Linked DNA regions of Sus scrofa: region 1 is linked to region 2. A link is a contact called in public HiChIP or PLAC-seq data. All regions are on one chromosome and are shown on one strand. The core of a region is the stretch at or near the end of the contact, and the rest is flanking DNA. Distances in the headings are between cores, read along the strand shown.

Region 1 (2,824 bases), core at 185-2,684, 480 kb before region 2:
GTTTCAGTTTTCCAAGAGGAAGAGAGTTCTGGAGATTAATGATAGTAATGGTTGCACAACATGAAGATACTTAAAGCCCTTCAACTGTACACTTGAAAATGTTTAAAATGGTATTTGCCTACAACTAAAAAAAAATCTAGCAGGAGTGTAGGACTTGTAATAATATACTGGTTTTTCACTGAGATTGGAATTTGGCAAAATATTAAATGTGCAAAAGCTATTAGAGGCCAGCCTTTTGGCAGGAAATGTGTGCTACTTGAAGAGCATGGCATGAGTAGGGAATTTTATTTTTCCTCACACAGACGCACAAACTTGTTACTGATGCCAGAAAGATGTTACCAGAATCTGGGTTCTTGTTCACAGAGCCGAAGAATGAACTTCACCAACACACACAAGGCAGCAAGCAAGTGTCTTTAATTACAGGAAAGCAAATAGCTCCCAGCACAGACACTGGGAAGGGGAGGAAGAGTCCCCCCTTCCTATTGTTCTATGGAGGTTTTTATTTCTTAAGGACTGGATACCAACGTGGGGTCCGGATATCATTCCTTTCCCCCATTGTTCTTGTCCAGTCACCTATATCAGGCTTTAACCAATGGGGGGGGGGGGCAATGGTCTTAGAGACGGATATGCCCCATACGTTTTATGGCTACTTTGTTCTTCTTTCCCCTAGACTGGGAGTTGCCACACTTTATATTCTTTTGCTAACAGTCAAATGTATAGGTCAGGGATGTTAATGTCCACCTTGACATTAAAACGAATGTACTTTTTTTTTTTAATGGCGAAAAAATTTTTTAATTAACATATAGTTGATTTACAATGTTCTGTAATGGTGGAATTTTTTTCATTTTTCTTTATTAAACTTTATTTTTTTCATTTTTTTTATAACTCAAATGAATTTATCACATCTGTAGTTGTATAATGATTATAACAATCTAATTTCACAGGATTTCCATCCCACAGCCCAAGCACATCCCCCCACCCCCCAAAAACGAACGTACTTTCAATAGTTAATCTTCCAACAAGCAAGACCTGTTTGTCTAGATTTGTTTTTACAAGTCTTAAAAGATGGACATTAATCAGGGAATATATCCAAACCCATGTTTCTACACTAACTACCAAAATCATTATTCATTACTCTCCCTCAAAGAAACCGTTAATATAAGACAAGTTATATGCAATTGCTGCTCATGATTCTAAAGAACTCTGGGGCATGACTAAATCACTTTTTGTCCCCGCCAAAGCCCAGGTGCGACCGACGGAGACTCCCGGACTGAAAGGTTCACCAAAGCTCCATGCCCCGCAGGTGGCAAGGCCAAAGGGGGCCAGAGGGCGTCCTCCACAGGGCCATTGCGCAGGAGTGGGAGGGAATGGGCGGGACCTCTCCCCAATCAGCAGCGGCAGGCAGCGGTGAGGGGCGTGGTCGGCGGCAGAAGGCGGGCTCCACCCCAGGGGTGGGGCGAGCCGGCAGCGGCACGTCGTTGCGACGCACGTGTGGGAGGCTGGCGGCGGTTAGTACGCCTCAGCGCTGCGGGCCCGGTCTCAGACTGCTCTCCTTGCCTCTTCCCGGCCGCCGTGGCAGCTGGCTCTTCCGACTGGCCCTCGCCGCCGCCTCCGCCCTCCTGCGTCCGGAGCAGCGCGTGCGCCACTTCGCCGCCCGTCCCGCGCTGCACCCGCGCTCTCAGGCCCCGGGTAAGTGCGCGGCCTCGCCTCAGCCGGCCGGGCTCCGCGGCCAGCCGTCGGCTCGGCGCCTTGGCCCCCAAACCCCGCCCGAAGGAGCAGTGTGGACTGAGGAGGCGTCCCGGTTGTGGATCGGGAAGGGTCTGAGCCCTCGGCACGCCCACGGCTCCTCCATTATGGATCGAGCCCGGGGGAGCGCGGCTAGCGCCAGGCGTGTTCTGCGTTTCGTTGGGGCCAGCCCCACCCCCGCTTTCCTCACGGCCGGTCCTCCCTCGTCCCCGCGGATCAGTCGGAGGATCCCCGTCTCACTCCTCCCTGTCTCACTCCTCCCTTTCTTTGCCTCTGAGGCTCCCTAAACTCCTTTCTCCCGTAAGAGAAAACTGGCTTTTATCTCGAAGCCCTTTACAGCTCCCGTACACGTCTTGGCCACTTTTCTACCGGGTCCAGCCCACGTGCTTTCGTCCTCTTAATTATCTATCATTACTATCCGGGAGTCTACAAGTGCTAGGCGAGCAGGCACTCCGGACACTGCCTTTTTTGTGTACGTTTCCCAGTGTAGGAGCAAGCCAGATTTTTTCTTGGCAGTCCTCTGCCGGGTGGTTAGTGAATGGCTGCAGGAGGTGCTGCTGGGCGTATTGAAACTCATCTGCACGGAATCTTTACCGCCAGCCCTGCACCAAGAGGTTTAAAAGTACATCCTCATTGCCTGGGTATTGGTGCCTGCCAAGAAATAGGGTTTAGAGAGGGTTTAACCTTTTAAATATTTAGTTTCTTTGTCAGACCAAAGGGAATGGATGGGCAATGATTTTGTTTAGTCATTAGGCAACGTAGCCAACTGTTCCCATATATCAATTTAACTACTTCTTTTGAACAGCGTCTTTTGATAGAAACTGGTGCGGTAGAGCGGTTAATAAAACACGGCTTCTGCCTGCAAGTAAGATAGAGAAATGACAGTCCAGCTGGTCTGTTTACTAAGTTTGCTCCTGCCTTAGGTTCTTTTCAGGCCCTGTTCCCACTGCCTAGAACAGTCACCTCTTTTCATGTCTAGTTCTTCTTTGAAGTCTGCTCAAAAGGCATCTCCTTAGACTGCACTATAAAGCACTCCTTTTACTCTCACTGTCCTTACTCAGTTGTGTTTGTGGCTGTT
Region 2 (2,700 bases), core at 157-2,656:
TCTGTAAGATTCTGATATAAGCACAAAATGGATTCAAGACCCTATTATTGATATGGTTTTAATTTAAAGTCTACTAAAACAGACTAAATCCCACATCCCATAACAGGTGGGATAAATGGGCATGTTTGGGAAGGAAAAAAAATTAAGAACTACAGCCTCACTTTTTTACTTACAGAATTCTGACAGCATGCTAGAAGACAATTTCAAAGGGCAACAAAGCATGGAACTCCACTTTATCAAATTCACAATTAATTAATCTAAGGAATTCCTAAGGAATGCTTTAATATATGGGAAAAATGGATGCAAAATATAATAGTGAGAACAAGTATCTCCACACCCAGTGAAGTAACAGGTTTAGGCTTGTTTGTACAGCTCCCTAAAAATTAAACTCAAAGAGTACAAAAACCAAAATTCAAAAAACTGGTCAAGAGTTGGATGGGAAACGTTCCACTCCAGATTAAAACGTTTAATCATACAAAATAGTGTAATACTTTACACTTGCTAAATATTTTAATTTACTTTGTTACTGAATAATAGACGCTTGGGCTAAACCAAACAGAAACTGTTTTTTGTCCCCAAATAATTTTTTTAAAAATATTCAAGAACACCCAGCCTCATTACTGAAATTTCTAAGGCTACCTGAGTGTTTTTATTTTTTTCAAAAGTGGTGTCATTTCATTTGCCTCTCAGGAAAAACCCATAAAATTAATCAACTAAAACACAGCATTGTAATTTGCAGTAAAATCAACACACTTGTGTAAACGGATTGGGGAAGAAAAAAAAAAACAAAAACCAGTCTTTTCATGTAAACATAATAAGCCTGTAATATGCTGCAGACAAACGCACTGCATGGGGTGTGGAGGACCCGAGCTGATTAGATTACCACAACATCAGCCTGGGGCCGCCATTTTTAGAATCTGTAAAGGACAAAAGAGGGAAATTTCACTTTTTACTGCCCATCTCTGAGATTCAAGGAAAAAACGGACTGTCTGCCAATTAGGTACTGATGTCTCCAGTCCAGAGTTGAATGCACCTCACTTAATTCTCTCCAAGGTCTCCAGAACTCCAAATACCTTACGCTATTCACATCTCTAAAAAGGGGGGGAAATGGGCAAAACGGGGTTTACTCTAAAGCTAACTCCAGCGATTTCCCTTCGACTTTAAACTGTATCGTTCTTGAGACAGAGTCTGGCAAGAACGGATCTCTACCGAACGGAGGCCGGTGGAAGAGAGCCCTCCGGATTGTTTTCTCTCTCCCCCTCCCCCGTTTAGCACAGTGAACCGTTTGTTTCTCTTCTGTGCCTGCTGCCACAGTGTTTGTGCCAATCCCTTGGTCAAAATCAGCTTTCCTGAAATGTGCCATATTGTGGCTTCTAAGCCTCCGGTACAGTAAAGGACGGCGATAATGCAAGAGGAGTGGGGGAGGAGACTGAGAAGGCTGGGTACTGGGGTGACCACCTCAGGGGCGGGTTTACCCTCTCCCGGGGAAGATGAGGAGCGGTCTCGTTCTCCCACAAAGGGAGAGACCCAGGGCGTTCTTTCCACCCCCTTTGCATTTATGAGAAAATTAAGCCACAGACTGCCCGGCAAGAATGGAAGTAGCAGAAGAAAATGGGGCCTATACGGGTTCCCAGCACCTGAACAAGATGCGGCAGAGGAAAGGGAGAGCTGGCAGCTCCTGGGACCTCTTCGAGCACAAACCCCACTAACAGTCAGAAGCCTCCCTCCTCACCCAAGCGGCCCTAACCCGCTGCCGGCGAGGAGTGCGCCCCCTCCCTAACTCCCACTCTCTAGGGGGTTTAACTGCCAGTTTCCCCCTTCCCCAACCCTAAAACCCGCCATAATGCTCCCTTTCTAGGGACAGGGAGGAAAAAGAATAAATTCGATTCAAACGAGCAACGTCTTGCCCCCGCCAAGACACCTGAGAGCCAACGTCGATTCCCCCCCGCCCCCCCGGAAGGATAAAGATGAGAAAGCCCCCTCCCCCTGGAAACACACGTCTCTCCATCCCGCAAGCCCCATGAACTCCCAAGGAGACGACAGGCACTGACCTGCGATGTTCACACACCAGACACCCGAACCCCGTTATGTGCTCGACCCCCAAGGAGTCTCTCCACACCTCCGCGGTCAGGCGACCCCCCGATAGCAGCCACTGCGGACACAGGACCCGGCTCCACACACCCCTCCCCAAACAGCAGCGCGAAGCCTCTTCACCAGCAACCGAGGAGTAGGGGAGGGGGCACCGAAGCAGTCAGCAGGAACGCAGAGGCGACGGCGAGGCTGCTCAGAGTGTCTATGCCCCCTCTGTTGCCGCTCCCGACTCCGGCACGGTCTCCGACTCGGCCCCCTGCGCCCGCTCAGTGTCACTGCCGCTCGCTCTGGGAAAATGGCGGCGACGGCGGCGGCGGCCGCGGCGGCGGCGGCGGCGGCGGCCGCGGCGGCGGCAAGTGCACGGGGCCCGCCCGCCCCGCTCCGCAGGGGCAGAGGGGGAGGGGACGAAGCTGCCTGCCGCCATTTTGCTTGTGGGCTGCTGCCCGCCGTTGCCTCTCCAGGGAGGCTCGAAGACGGCCAACTGGAGGCAGAGAGGTGGACAGAGTCTCCGTCTGTTTCACAACAGATGCATTCAACAATTCACTGAAGGTTTGGGGAAGTTTCGGAATTTGGTGGGATTGGTTCTTTATCCCTTTTCCCTGAGTAGCC

What was found. HiChIP or PLAC-seq counts read pairs in DNA pulled down with a chosen protein or histone mark.
Region 1: a contact with region 2 is called in an H3K27ac HiChIP or PLAC-seq map of alveolar macrophages. The contact joins the promoter of PUS7 here to the promoter of LOC106504991 in region 2. A contact is called at or near these places in 1 of 5 promoter capture datasets (liver), 1 of 47 Hi-C or Micro-C datasets (heart right ventricle) and 2 of 2 datasets of contacts at active chromatin or transcription factors (alveolar macrophages and skeletal muscle).

What each region holds. Positions count from the first base shown.
Region 1 is chr9:105,387,582-105,390,405 of Sscrofa11.1, reverse strand. PUS7 (pseudouridylate synthase 7 homolog) reads left to right here and starts at 1,434. Exons shown (of 16, transcript XM_021102594.1): 1 at 1,434-1,689.
Region 2 is chr9:104,911,511-104,914,210 of Sscrofa11.1, reverse strand. LOC106504991 reads left to right here and starts at 1,406. Exons shown (of 3, transcript XM_013979822.2): 1 at 1,406-1,711; 2 at 2,017-2,640. The coding sequence starts at 1,406. The region is part of intron 1 of KMT2E (histone-lysine N-methyltransferase 2E); the gene reads right to left.